Regions from separate parts of the Zea mays genome. Here all the other regions are linked to region 3. A link is a contact called in public Hi-C data. All regions are on one chromosome and are shown on one strand. Each heading gives the region's core, a stretch centred on a gene start, on an enhancer-like site or on the middle of the called end of the contact. The rest is flanking DNA. Distances are from core to core; before and after follow the strand shown. Region 1 holds the start of LOC100194081. Region 2 holds the start of LOC100276010. Region 3 holds the start of LOC100272842 (putative threonine aldolase family protein).

Evidence for each region. A called contact is a pair of places that touch in the nucleus more often than the background predicts.
Region 1: a contact with region 3 is called in a Hi-C map of tassel, with 5 times the contacts expected there. The contact joins the promoter of LOC100194081 here to the promoter of LOC100272842 in region 3. A contact is called at or near these places in 8 of 25 Hi-C or Micro-C datasets (ear, endosperm, leaf and 3 more) and 1 of 3 datasets of contacts at active chromatin or transcription factors (leaf).
Region 2: a Hi-C map of tassel shows a contact between it and region 3, with 5 times the contacts expected there. The contact joins the promoter of LOC100276010 here to the promoter of LOC100272842 in region 3. A contact is called at or near these places in 2 of 25 Hi-C or Micro-C datasets (ear and tassel).

The regions. Positions count from the first base shown.
Region 1 is chr2:31,034,519-31,039,022 of Zm-B73-REFERENCE-NAM-5.0, forward strand. It overlaps LOC100194081, which reads left to right and starts at 2,174. Exons shown (of 2, transcript NM_001139136.1): 1 at 2,174-2,429; 2 at 4,227-4,504. The coding sequence starts at 2,209.
Region 2 is chr2:30,626,744-30,631,014 of Zm-B73-REFERENCE-NAM-5.0, forward strand. It overlaps LOC100276010, which reads left to right and starts at 1,354. Exons shown (of 1, transcript NM_001149904.2): 1 at 1,354-2,290. The coding sequence starts at 1,837. The coding sequence ends at 2,106.
Region 3 is chr2:30,788,216-30,792,526 of Zm-B73-REFERENCE-NAM-5.0, forward strand. It overlaps LOC100272842 (putative threonine aldolase family protein), which reads right to left and starts at 2,767. Exons shown (of 9, transcript NM_001254834.2): 1 at 2,124-2,767; 2 at 1,751-1,862; 3 at 1,419-1,469; 4 at 1,250-1,321; 5 at 1,013-1,145; 6 at 797-855; 7 at 608-705; 8 at 110-176; 9 at 1-25. The coding sequence starts at 2,560. LOC100274124 (putative threonine aldolase family protein) reads right to left here. Exons shown (of 10, transcript NM_001365814.1): 10 at 4,207-4,311. The coding sequence ends at 4,307.

The DNA.
Region 1 (4,504 bases), core at 924-3,423, 250 kb after region 3:
TTGCCTTTTTGTTTAAGCAAAAGTGTATGGTGCTACGTGTCTGATGACTAACGATGTACGAGGGAATTTCTTCCGGTATGTGTGGAACATGCTCTCCAATGATGAGACCATGCAAATCGTGACATATATCGAAGTCTGCATGATACTGATGGTTGTAATGTAGTGCTGAAACAGATAGATTATAAATAACAAAATTTATGTATGGCCAGAATCACAAATTGATTATGAAACATTTTCTCATAACGGTATAACACACATTTTGTATATAAGTTATCGTAGTATACTGGTATTATATATTCTTGTTGCAACGCACGGGCATTCAGCTAGTATATACATATGCCTTCAATGGAGCTATAGTTTGTTTCATGGTCATGGCTTGAGATTTACAGTGATCGCGTCATGTGTTTCAAGATTTAGAAACTCGTAATGCCATCTGTATGGGTACACAAAGTTTATATATTTACCAATGATCGTGTTATACATTCTGATTTATTATTTAGGATCAGACTTTACAATGAATAAAAAAGAAAGCTACCAAAGATAAGACAAAAAGATGGCTTACTTGAGCTTATCTCGTGACATTATAGTAAGTAAAATAGGAATGATATTATTAAGCTTTTGAGATTTTGATTACAAACTATTTAACAAGTTGAAGAACTTCAAAATCAAAGTTTAAACAAAAAGGATAAAAGATATGACAAAAACTTTGAAACATCGACAAGTGGACAGCTTATTGAGGATCACCAGAGCACCCGCTGTGTGGTTTCCAATAGATCTGGCGAAGTGCATTTTTGTAGAATATTCTAGAGAATTTACAACCTTTGCAACGAGTACATGCTCGGCAGTAATGAACTTCGGATCTACTAGATATGGACAGATTATTGAAAGGTCAGTGTGCATAACACAGGGTACGGTGACCCCGCACACAATTTCTCATCAGATGAACATGAGTTTTTTTTAATAATCCTATACATAAAAATAACAACTTCTAGTTAGAAGATACGACCAAAACACAAGAAAATTATAGTACCGCCGTAGATTCAATGCGCTTATATATAGTTTTGAACTAACAAATCATTGAGTGAAGTCTAGTAACTTGGCCACAGCATAGTATCATTATACAATCTGGTACTGGTGTTCACAAGATCATCCGGTCGGTGTTTAAAAAAAATACCGGTCGAGCAACATCTGGTGGGTTTGGTAATTTGGTTTATGCTATTTTGATCCACTAGTCAATTTTTAGGAAAAAAAACTACATAATCCCTCACCTTTTTTCTTTTATATCTATTTCACTCTTGTAGAAGTAGTAGAAGTCGATACTGAATAAAAACCAAGCGAACATGTGTCAAGCACCTTAGACTTTTATAAACCAGCTGTTCAATCCCAGTCCAAACTAGTTCACACTGATATGATAACTTTAGGCATCTACACTTCACTTCATATATCAAAACAACGTTGAACTAGACATAGTCACTTATACATTACTCCAACTAAACTTTAGTTCTAGGTGGTCTATTTTTTTTGAATTTATTTGGTGATTAAACTTAGTTTAACTAAATTTTAGATCTAAGTGATCTGAACATGTCTTAAGAGAAGTTTGTCCTAGAAACTTCCAAATGTAAAAGAAACACCATTGAACAGGAAATTTATTTGGTGATTCTCTCTGCTCCATAAAAATATCATTCTCATTTCCCAAGTTGTCAAAATTTCCATCTTTAGCCAAATATATATAGAACTACTAATATATTTATATATAATAATTATTACTAGATAGATCTTTAAATATATTTTTTATAATAAACTTATTTAAGATACAAATGCAACTAATATTTTCTGAGAATGTAGTTAAATTTTAACTTTAAAAATATCCAGCCCATATCTATATAAATAAATAAATAAAATGCTCAGCACACCTCACATTCTCAACGTGTCTCCCTCGAGGCCCATTATCCCATACCATCACCTGCGAGCTGGTTCTAGACAAAATATATTCAAAGTCCAAGGGAGGAGATGAAAATCTCATACCCATGGCATGACAAATAAAGACAGGCATGGGCCCGGTGCACGCTCCTTCCAAAAGGAGCCGATCTCAAAAACAGAACAGTGTCCGCATTTCAAACTGGGCTCCATAAAGTTCTGTCGCCTCGCCTGTGACCTGTAGGGTGTAGGGTAGCAGCAGGCAGCGGAGGGGAGAGAGAGAGAGGGGGGATGGATTCTCAAGCGCCGCTTCGTCCTCCTCTAGCTTTCGCCTGCTTCATCTTCCTTTGCTCATCCTTCTGCGCAGCAAATGGGATGTACGACAGGGTTGGTGCGGCGGCGTCAGATGGGGAGAGCAGGAGGATGCGGCTGCACACCGACGGGAGCCGCGGCGACGCGCACGCGTGGCCTGGGTACCTCTACACCCGAGCAGTTGGGAGATGCACACCCCAGTAAGCAACTCAAACCACTCCCAGTCCCGTTCTTGGAATCAAATGTAGTGCCTTCCTTAGGTCGATGTTAAGAGGGTCTAGCTTTCAGTTGGTTAGTCCAGCAACTTTTGTTGCTCATTGTGTCGAGCACATATGTCGAGCACATATCCTGTGCAATCACTCATTTTGGTGCAAGCGTGCAATCAAACTATCCAGAGCATCCAATCTAGATCCTACGGTTTCATATGGAAGAGGTTAAAAGTAAAATAGGCACTATGTTTTAGGAAGACATTGAATCTATCCTGGTCAAGGAAGTAAATGAATAAGAGGCTGCATCTTGGGATGTTCCTGCGTGTAATCTTTCCTGGTCAAGGAAGTCGGTGGTTTTAGATACCTCCAGAGTACACACTGACACTGTAGGAGCTGGATGCTCTGTAGCGTACTAAACCGAACCTTTTAAGTTCAGGATGCAGAGAATGAGAAGGCATGAAAATGAGAGCCTTTTTGGTTGGTTGATGCAAGATGTGTCCCAAAAATTTAATCTTCTGGGGATTGGTAGATCTCAAATAATTGCCGCTTCAGCCATAAAATTCCAGTTTTTTCGTACTTATACTATTGCAGCGCAACCCTTTGCGAGCCCACCACCTCAAACGTCCTTACTTGAAATACCTTGTCGTACACTCCATCCCGAGCTAAAATTCCTAAGCAAACCATCCCATGGAATCGTCCTGGTAGGCTGTACAGCACTTGCTCCATCGAGTACGTTTCGGCTTTTGAACAAGAAGTTAGGACGTTGTCTGGTCAGGTAGAGATGTCGTTGAGCCATTGGCAATTTTGCCATTATCATTTGTGGGCTTCGCCAGTATGCCATCAGACCCACAAATCATAGACACAGACGGTCCCACCAGTCATAGACACGGGATGGCATAATAACAGGCAGCCAAAATTGAGAGTGGCAAAATAGCAAATTTCTCAGATGATGTCGTTGTAAGTTGTAACAATGTTCTTCCTTGGTAATCATGTCACTCCTTATTTGCAGTATCTGTATGTGGCGCAATTTTCCATTTTTTGAGTTGGTTGTTGTGAGTGCTCAACCATCATAAAACAGCTCCTGTCCTGGCCTAGTCCCATGACATTAGGACCATCCACATTGGTTTCATTAATTATACAAATCTATGAGCATTTCGTCGATCTCAAGCTTTGGTTGTCGTTGTTGTCCTGTTGTGGGGCGTCCTGTTATTAAGAGAAGTTGTTTGGGCTTGTGGCCTTGGGGGGCGTTCTCTGCAATAGATGCATTGCTATCATAACATCTGTGTGATCCAGTTCTGTGGATCACGCCTTTCTACATACGATTTTTATGGCGACAAGTCAGCAAAATGGCTACAACTACCTGCTGGTGCAGCTTGGTAAAAAAAAAAATCCCATCCATGGTGAGTTTTTAAAAAATAATCATAGTTATGGCCTTATGGGTACTGACAACCAGCTAATTGCTAAACAATATCGAGTCCAAAAGAGTCCTTCCATGAATCTAGGGAAGGAAAAACACATCTAGGGAATAAAAAGAGTTCTTGATCAGTTTTATACATCTGGCAATCAAATAAAACTTGGGAACACGTTCCTTTTCCTTTACATCATAGTAGTTATTAGCTGTTGGCCTACTGATGCTCTTTCTGTATGGAACACAACTTCCTTTTTGGATTGTTTTTCCTCAGTACTAACATCTATTTGTGAGTGTCTGCCAAACACTATAACTGTTTATTAAGATGTTGGCGAGATCCTCGTATCAATATCACATTACCGTCTGCAAACACACTGCAGATTCTGGAGCAGCGGAGCCGAGCCCTGGCCCAACATCGTCCCACAGGAAGCGGCGGTGGCGAAGGTGTTCGGGTCTAGGTCCGTGGAGCGCTACGGGCCGCGCCTCACCCTGCTGGAAGCTACCATGAGGACCGACGATGCCGGTGGCAGCGCCTTCGTGAAGCTCGTGAAGCAAGGGAGCGCCGCCCTCCTCAACGCCTACGCGAGGAGAGGGTTCCCTTTCGACTCCTGGGAGGTGAAGGCCCTGCTGCTGGAGGCGCTGGTGTCCGAGGATGCCG
Region 2 (4,271 bases), core at 104-2,603, 160 kb before region 3:
TACGGGCACTAGGACACCCTGATCAGATGCATCATCTCGGTAGCTTTTCCTATAAGGTCTTGTTCGGTTATTCCCGTCCTGTGTGGTTGAATGTGATTGAAAAAAATTATGAAGGATTTTGACTTATTTGGAATTTAAACTCATCCAGTCCCACTCAATCCACATGGATTAAGAGAAAAACGAACCAGCCCTAATTGATTCGAAGATATTGGAGCCACACCAAGCCTTTGCTGAATAAGTGTTGCTTTTCACTCGTTTGTCGGATGTGTCCATTCTTGTGCTTTAGAGCATCTCCAATAGACTCTTTATTTTTTGCTCTCTATTTAACTCTCTATTTAATTTTTTATAATGGTTGCACTCTATATGTAGCATCTCACTCCAACAGACTATCTATTTAGTTTTGCTAGTCAGATGATTAGCCAAATTTAGCTAGTGAGAGAGCAAATTTAGATAGTCAGATAGCTTGACGAGTCAAATAGCTAATCTGTTGGAAAGTTATTTTGCTATTGAATAGCCAAAATTTAGTTTGACGAGTTATTTAACTAGTCTCTTGGAGATATGCTCTTAGTCTGTCTGCGTAGAATTGCCCGATCCATGTTCACTTCCTGGTAAGATGGATGTGGTGAAAATAAATGAAAATGAATAGGTCTTTCCCTAAAATAAAAAGGTAAATGGGACAACAGAAGGAAAAAATTAGAACAGGACCTATAATATACAGAGACATGACAATGGAAACCAAAGGTAAAACCCAAGCATTTCGTTGCAGAATGCGGAAAATATGACCCGGCTTCAATTAGAAGATGATATATGTTGGGTGTTTTTTAATCTTTCGAAAGTCCTGGTACATTTTCCGGCTTCAATTAATAATCTGAAGAGAGTTACATGTGTCTAGGGGTGGTAATTATTCATGGTCTAAATGTTTCTTTACTAACTGTTAGGGTATTAAATTAATTTTAGTTTAAAAATGAATAGAGATATAATCTGATTCTAATATGATCTGTTTCTTAAATTTTATAATGTAAAATTTAGAGCCATTGCCATCCTAGGCGCATGGGGAACAAATGCAAGAAGCCGAACTCTTTAGTGTTAGTCTCTGCGTGAAACATGGATGTTTGGGCTTCATGCTTGACACTTGACAGGATTTCATAACCTGTCCCCAGTTTAAGACTTCAAGTCTTGATTTTATTTCAAAACGTTTAGGGCTTAGGCGCTTAGCTAGGAAAGGCTTATCATTCAGGACATGCAAAGCTAGCAGCAGTAGGGTATGAGTTGTTCTATCTTATCACACCATTGTCATGGTCTGCTGATGCCTCCATCAGTACAACTACCACATGTTGTGTCGTTTGTGAAGATGCTCTTCGTTTCTGTAGCTCCTTCAGCTGTTCACGCACTCCTCCCTGCTGCCCATCGCGCCAGGACAATTCTGTAGTCCAAGCTACGCACGCACCGCTGCGCCCTAGAGCGCGCTACGCACCCAGAGCAATGTCAGCGTCATAGGCATTGTGCTGGCCGCAGTACACGCACAGTACAGACGCTGCTGCTACCTGGCGAGCTGCACATACAAGAAGCAGTGGCATTGGCACTGTTGGCTGCTGGGTGCAAAACCCTGACCTGGCGACGAGCGGGATCCAGAGTTCCAGACGAATCCAGGCAGAGAGGCGACCGATGCAAACGGGTGCGGCCGCGGGGGCCGCCTGCGCGCACGTACGGATGATGGCACGGCAGGTCGGCTAGTCTCGTGACGAGATCACGAGGAGGCGCCGACGATCTCGCTGCCGAGGGCGCGGGGCGCACCCGTACCGCGCTGGCGCCCGCCGCCGCGGAAACAGTCGTCTCATGGGCCATTTGTGCTGGTTCGGCCGTTTAGCTAGACCCAGGCCCGGGACGCTTCTGGCCTTCTATCTAGGCCCGCCCGCGCGCGCGCGGTTAGAAAACAAGGAGGACACGGGTAAAACTGCCGGGCCTGATGCATGCATTTGCGACGGCGGCAGACCTGTTCCATGTTTCAACTCCAAGGTGTTTCTAGTGACTATCTTTATCAATAAAAAAAACAGATCAGCAGATCAACTGGATTCAGACAAGCATGATAGGTTAGGAAGTCACTAGCAGTATGCCAGTATGTGTACGACATGCAAGGCGCCAACGTTATGTAGGAAGAAAGCTGTCAATATGGCAATTGTTGAGGACCATTTGTGACACTGGACACGGCCAGACGGTCCATCCTTAAGCACAACATGCTGTAACTGATGTTATACACATTACACTATCAATATTGCAGAGTATAGTATTCTTATTAAAGGGATCATAACGCCTAATAATAAAGGGTGAATTAGACAACTTTAAAATATATTTTTAAAATTAAGTTCTCTAATTATGACCTAATCAAAACCTATCAAGAAGGTAATTTTGCTATCTTTATCGTAAAAGAGTTATGCAACCTAAGTTACAATCATATCGCTAGCCTAGCAAGCTAACATAGGCAAGTAATAAATAAAGTATAAAAGGTTAATTGAGATATAGATGCAAACTCTCCTCGATGACTTTGGTATTTTTACCGAGGTATCGAGAAACTCACACTTTTCTCTTGTTCTTGCTGGATTCCCTCGCAATGATGCCCTTGCAAGGGCCAAGCTCCTGGCCGAGTAACTTCTTGGATAGCCATCAGGTCTTCTTAGCGCACAAGTGGATCTCTGAGATGGCCTATCTTGAATCGCTCCATGTCGTCGTCACTATCGATCTCTCGAACGATAAGAAAAATGGAACAATGCCCATTTATAGTTAAAATTTTGGTGTTTGATGATCAACATAACCATTCAAACTAATATTATTTGGTAGTGTTTTTTTGTTATAGCTCAAATGATACAAAGTGGGCTTGGATGAAGGCTAAGGGTCATCTGAATGGTCAACATCTCAAGCAAGACATTGGAAGGCATGATTGAAGACCTTCGAGTACATGCAAGAGTCCAAGGAACAAGATGGAAGAAGACTAGACCAATACATATGAAGAAATAAAAAACATATTGCTCAATAGCACCAGATGTGTCTAGTGAGTCACTAGATCTGTGTGACTTTGTACCAAAGAAGGGTTATTGTAATAGAGTACACCATACTAGCAGGTGTGCATCGAATATGCTACTCGGATAATTCTGTGACATGTTTAGAGAGATCCACAAGGCACCGAATGGGGTCCTCAAAGATGGTTGCAAAGTGAACATAGAGGGCTACAATAGACTAGACTTGCATGGTGTAGCACCGGTCAAAGCACCAGATGCCATAACTCAAATAGTTGACAACGTCTAGTTCCAATGACTAGCTAATGTGGACATACATCATTTCATCCGGTGTGAGCACCAGAGTGTCTAGTTAGTACCCAGATTTCCTATGTCACTTCTAACAACTAGTTATAGACTTGGATCTATATATGCCATCCCAATTGATCATTTGAAAGGTGTGGGAGATGAGAAATATTGCAATTGAGTTGAGACTCATTCCTAATAGCTCTAGACACCCATCTGCTCAAAGGTCACTCAATGATTAACATAGGTGCCTTTTGAAGTGCTTAGGTTAGTTAGACCAAACCACTACATATAGTGCATTAGTGCTTGCTCTAGGTTTAGGCCTAGTGTTAGAAGTGAGTCTATAATACCTCTTATCCATTGGTGATTGCGCACATCATTGCATTAGTTATACCGGAGGAACTTATAGACTTGCGAGATCACACCAACTATGTTGTAGTGTGGCTGTCACCGCGTAATGGAGGGAACTAGACCCATGATGATTTAGTTAGAAACTCGATAGTGAAAGAAGTGGAGAGCATCCGACAGAAGCTACACCAGAGGCCCACTTGTGTGTTGGGAAGTCCCTGTCCTATCCATAAATTTATCTAACCGAGAGCTTGTATGTAACACCCCGTCCAATCCCTGGACCGGTGGTCCTTACTCCTGGTAGCTCTCTAGGATCATATATTGTCCCCACAGACCAACACGGGTCTTTTGTGCACACTTTGTCCTCACTCATGCGCACCCGAAAAAAACTTCCCGGTCGGTCACCCATCCCAAATTGCTCTAAGCCAAGCACGCTTAACTTGGAGGTTCTTTCGAGATAGGCTTCCGAAAAAGAAGATACACCTTGTTGGTATGGATACTCTATTAATTCTATTACGCCTTGGGCCAGGATATCACCATCCTAGGGGCGAGGATATCACAATCCACCCCTTAGAAGACCGACGTGATCGTCGGTCAACCACAATCCAGGAACCTCCCCTCTTGGTC
Region 3 (4,311 bases), core at 1,517-4,016:
CTTCCAGTAGCTCTTTGATTGCTTTCTGAAAACATGAAATCGTACTATCACAGGAAAAATCAAACGCTATAACAGTGAAAGATGGAAAGGGGTCCAAGCTTTCACATACCTCGACACATGCCAATGCGTACCCAACATCAGCGTCTGAAATCTGGTAATGGATGACGAACCTAATACTGCACGACACAGAAGTTCGAATACGGACAGTTAAGTTAAATGCGGACCTTACAAAAACTCGATATGATTATAGACTTGCTTGGAGTAAAAGGTTGGTTCTGCTAATTGAACATGGAGTTTCAGCCAGACTATGATATGCAGTCTAGCTTGTTACCGGAAATGGGAGGCAATGTTGCACAAACAGCCAAAGTGATGGTAGGAATAAAGGATCGGCCAAGAGAGGCCATGTTTAAATGCACTAGAGTTAATAGTTAGCTGCTAAAATTAGCCAAAATCATCCAAATAGTCTAACTAATAGTCCAACTATTAGCTATTTTTAGCAAATTAGCTAATAGTTAGCTAGATATTTGTTAGCTACCTAATTCAACTAGTAATTTTTAGCTAACTAACTATTAGCGCTAGTGCATTCAAACACAGAATGAAACTTCACCTTTTTGAATTGGCTGGCAGTGCAAGCACGTTGTCCTGTTCCAAGACTTGACACAGTTTGTCAGGTGATATTCTTGGATCCATGACCTCAAAGAATACCTTACAAAGAGTTGATATGTGCATATAAGATCCTAATTACAGTTAACAGTGGGAAAGTAAGAGGATCAATTAAATGGTACAGCAGGCTAACCATATTGGTCTCGACCGAAGCTGAATCCACTGTAATCTGCTCGATTTTCTTCAGTCCCTCTAAGAAAATGAACCCAACAAGACATACAAAGCTTCAATACCCAAACTCCACAAACAGAACTAACGTAAAGTTGACAAGCAAACCAATTTGCAAACATCGTCAGTTGTGGTTATCTAAATAAAAGTGAATTTTGGTTCGGAAACGGAAGTACGAAACCTGCCAAAGCTTTAGCCTTCCTGTGGTCATCCGCAAGCTTTCCCACAGTGTCACGAACGGCAACATGAGCAGCAGCACAAAGAACTCCCACCTGTCTCATTCCACCGCCTAGGGTCTTCCGGAGAATTCTGGCCTAAAGGTTTGTTCAGATTACTACTATTTCTTGATCTCTATAGTTTTTTTCCTTCAATGAAGTTGCATCTCTGCAGTTTAAACTTGGAAGTCGATTGATCTGACCTTGTCAATGAAGGCCTTCGAACCAACAATCACTGATCCGACGGGTGCGCCTAACCCTTTCGATAGGCATACCTAGTTCCGGAGAAAATAATCACCAGTCATATGTTAGCTACAGCCAAATATATGCAGGCTGTATACCGAGCACAATGACCAGCAAACCGAAACATACCGAAACTGAATCAGCAGCTTTCACGAGTCTATCTACAGGAACTCCAAGTGCCTGGTACAATGAACAAGATGTGTTAGTACTTTGATAAGAGGCTAGGACGCTCTGGACAGATGTTTAAAAAGTGAGAATAGCTGCTAGTAGTATGCTCCATGCTTAGACATATGGTTGTGGTTCATCATTCAGATGTCAGCCCTCTAAAATTTTCATCTCCGAAGACAGAACAGTGAAATATATAGTCTAATTGGTCGTTTTACTAACTTTGTTGCAGATAATATCAGAAACAAATATAAATAAAATCACAGTACAGCACATGCATGTACCATACTACTCACCACAGACGCATTGAAGATGCGAGCTCCATCGATATGAAGCTTCAAGCCATGGCTCTTGGCAATTTCACCAACCTTGTCAGTGTATTCTACAGATAAACACTTTCCACCAGTACTGCAGAAACAGTGATACATACATACGAATTAATAAGATGAGAAAAAGGTTATATGTTCTACTCGGGGAGTATGTCACATTGTTTTCCCCCCTCTTCTTCTCTCTTCTGATCCTGTCCACTCCAGCGAGAGGACGGCGGATCTCGCCGCGGAGAGGAGGATGAAGAGGAAGGTAGAGAAAAGCTCGGGTGTGAGACGGGGATGAAACATCCGAACAGGAGCGAGACTCGGAGGAACAGGTATCTGTGCAAGTGCAACTCACTTCCCATGTGTGTTCTCCAAGCAGATCAATCTGGTCGTCGGGTAATGGAGATCAGGATGCCTGATGGCGGCAACGATCTTGTCGATATCCATGGTGCCGTCGGGGTTGTTCTTCACGGTCCTGGGGTGCACGCCGCCGATGGTGGAGATGCCGCCGTTCTCGTAGACGTGGATGTGCGAGTTGTCGCCGAGGATGGCCTCGCTGCCCCTGACGTCGCAGTGCACGAGGACGGAGATGAGGTTGCCCATGGTGCCCGACGGCACGAACAGCGCGGCTTCCTTGCCCATGACCGCGGCCATCTCCGCCTCGAAGCGATGCGCGGTCGGGTCCGCGCCCAGGACGTCGTCGTCGACGTCGGCGGCGGCCATGGCGGCCCGCATGGCCTCGGAGGGCTTGGTGACCGTGTCTGACCGGAGGTCCACCACCTTGCTCGCCATTTGGTGCTGCTCTAAACCTCTCTAGCTAGCTACAGCCTACAGCTCCCGATTAAAAATACACAGACGCCAAAGCTCACGAATTGGATGCTCAAATGGTCCGTCCGCGCTTTGTATTTCAGATATGGTTTGCTTTCTCCTTCAGAATTGGCAATCCTTTCGCTCTTTTGGAAGTACCAGCACGATGGTTGATGCATTGATGCTCATTGCACTTGCTGCCAACAGAACAGAACGGAACACCAACGTGGCAACTAAAGTCCTACACGCGAGAGGCCAAAAGTACAGAAAGCCACAAGGCATCAGCACCACTCAGAGTCACCCCCGTCCAGGACACCCGCTCGCTACCAAACGAACCAGCCGAGGGAGTAGGTACCAAAACCCGAAAACGCTAGATATGAATGTGGGTATTAGATGATTTATCTATCCACAGGATTAAAAAAAGGTTTATATGACAAGCGCGTGAAAAGCAACTTTTATTTATTAACTATTATTTATTTATTGAAACAACTGAATTGATAAGCTGCTGCAACCTATTTTATACAACTTTAGTTCAAATCTGTGAAAAATGTGGAATTAGCTTGATAGATTTCTTTAGGTCTCTCGAAGAACCCTAACCACTAGATTAATACCAAAACAGATCATACCTTCGATTCAATCGCTATCACGTTGGTTGGTGACGCTCTGCGCAAGGACAGCAACGTTCGGGAAAGCGAGCTCGATGTCGATGGTGAGCTTTCTGTTGCTGACAGCCTCCCTCTAAATCGGTTTAGGATTTAGAGGTGGGAAAACATAGATGAGTATTGTAAACCTCGTACTGAGTCAACCCTCACCTCTCTATTTATAGGGCTGGTAATGGATCGCGATCCAAATGCTTCTTCACAAATTGACAGAGCCTTAAATAAAATTTAGTTAAAAAATGAATGGAAATAGAGCCCGATTCTAACCCGATCTGATCCTTAAATTTTATAATGTAAAATTTAGAGTCTATTGTCACCCCTATGCACAACAGGGGTCTACCAACCTAATCTTGGGCTATACGTCCCCGATCAAGACGCAAGGTTAAAGGCCCAGTTCACCGTTAGGTGTTAGGCTAACTGGTGGAGATCAATTCCAACAAAGCTATATCAACCATTGTCTACCATGGAGCGGCCCGGTAAGGGCTTGGTTAGCTCTCAATCCATGTGGATTAAGTGGAATTGGATGAGTTTAAATTACAAGCAAGTCAAACTTCTTAATTTTTTCTAATATCATCTAATCCATACGAATATCCAAACAAGACATAAGGCGATACATTGAGCTGGGATTGATGAGTGATGACTGACAGTGCAGCTGTCTTCCATTCCATGCCATCAACTAAACGCACGCACCTGGAGCACGCCACCATTAGCTCATTTCTACATTTGATAGATTCCTATCCTTATAAGTAATCAGTGCGGCAACATAGCTAAAGAAACTGTATTGTCTGGGCAACGTATGTTCTGCATTTGCAATACTTCATTGCATCCGTCTTACCAGGAAGCGGAAACGGACCAGGTAATTCTGAGAAGGTAAGCTATAGAGCACAAGAACGAACACATCCGAGTGAAGAGTAAACAGCAACAGCCATCCGGCAAAGGTGTGACTACAAATTAACAGCTAGATTTTTTTTTGGATCAAACGGGCACACGAGTGGTGTGCCCTATTTCATTAATAGAGAAGAGTTTTAACAGCTAGCGTTGATAACAAACAAGCAGGACACCCTGCTGACGTCTAGT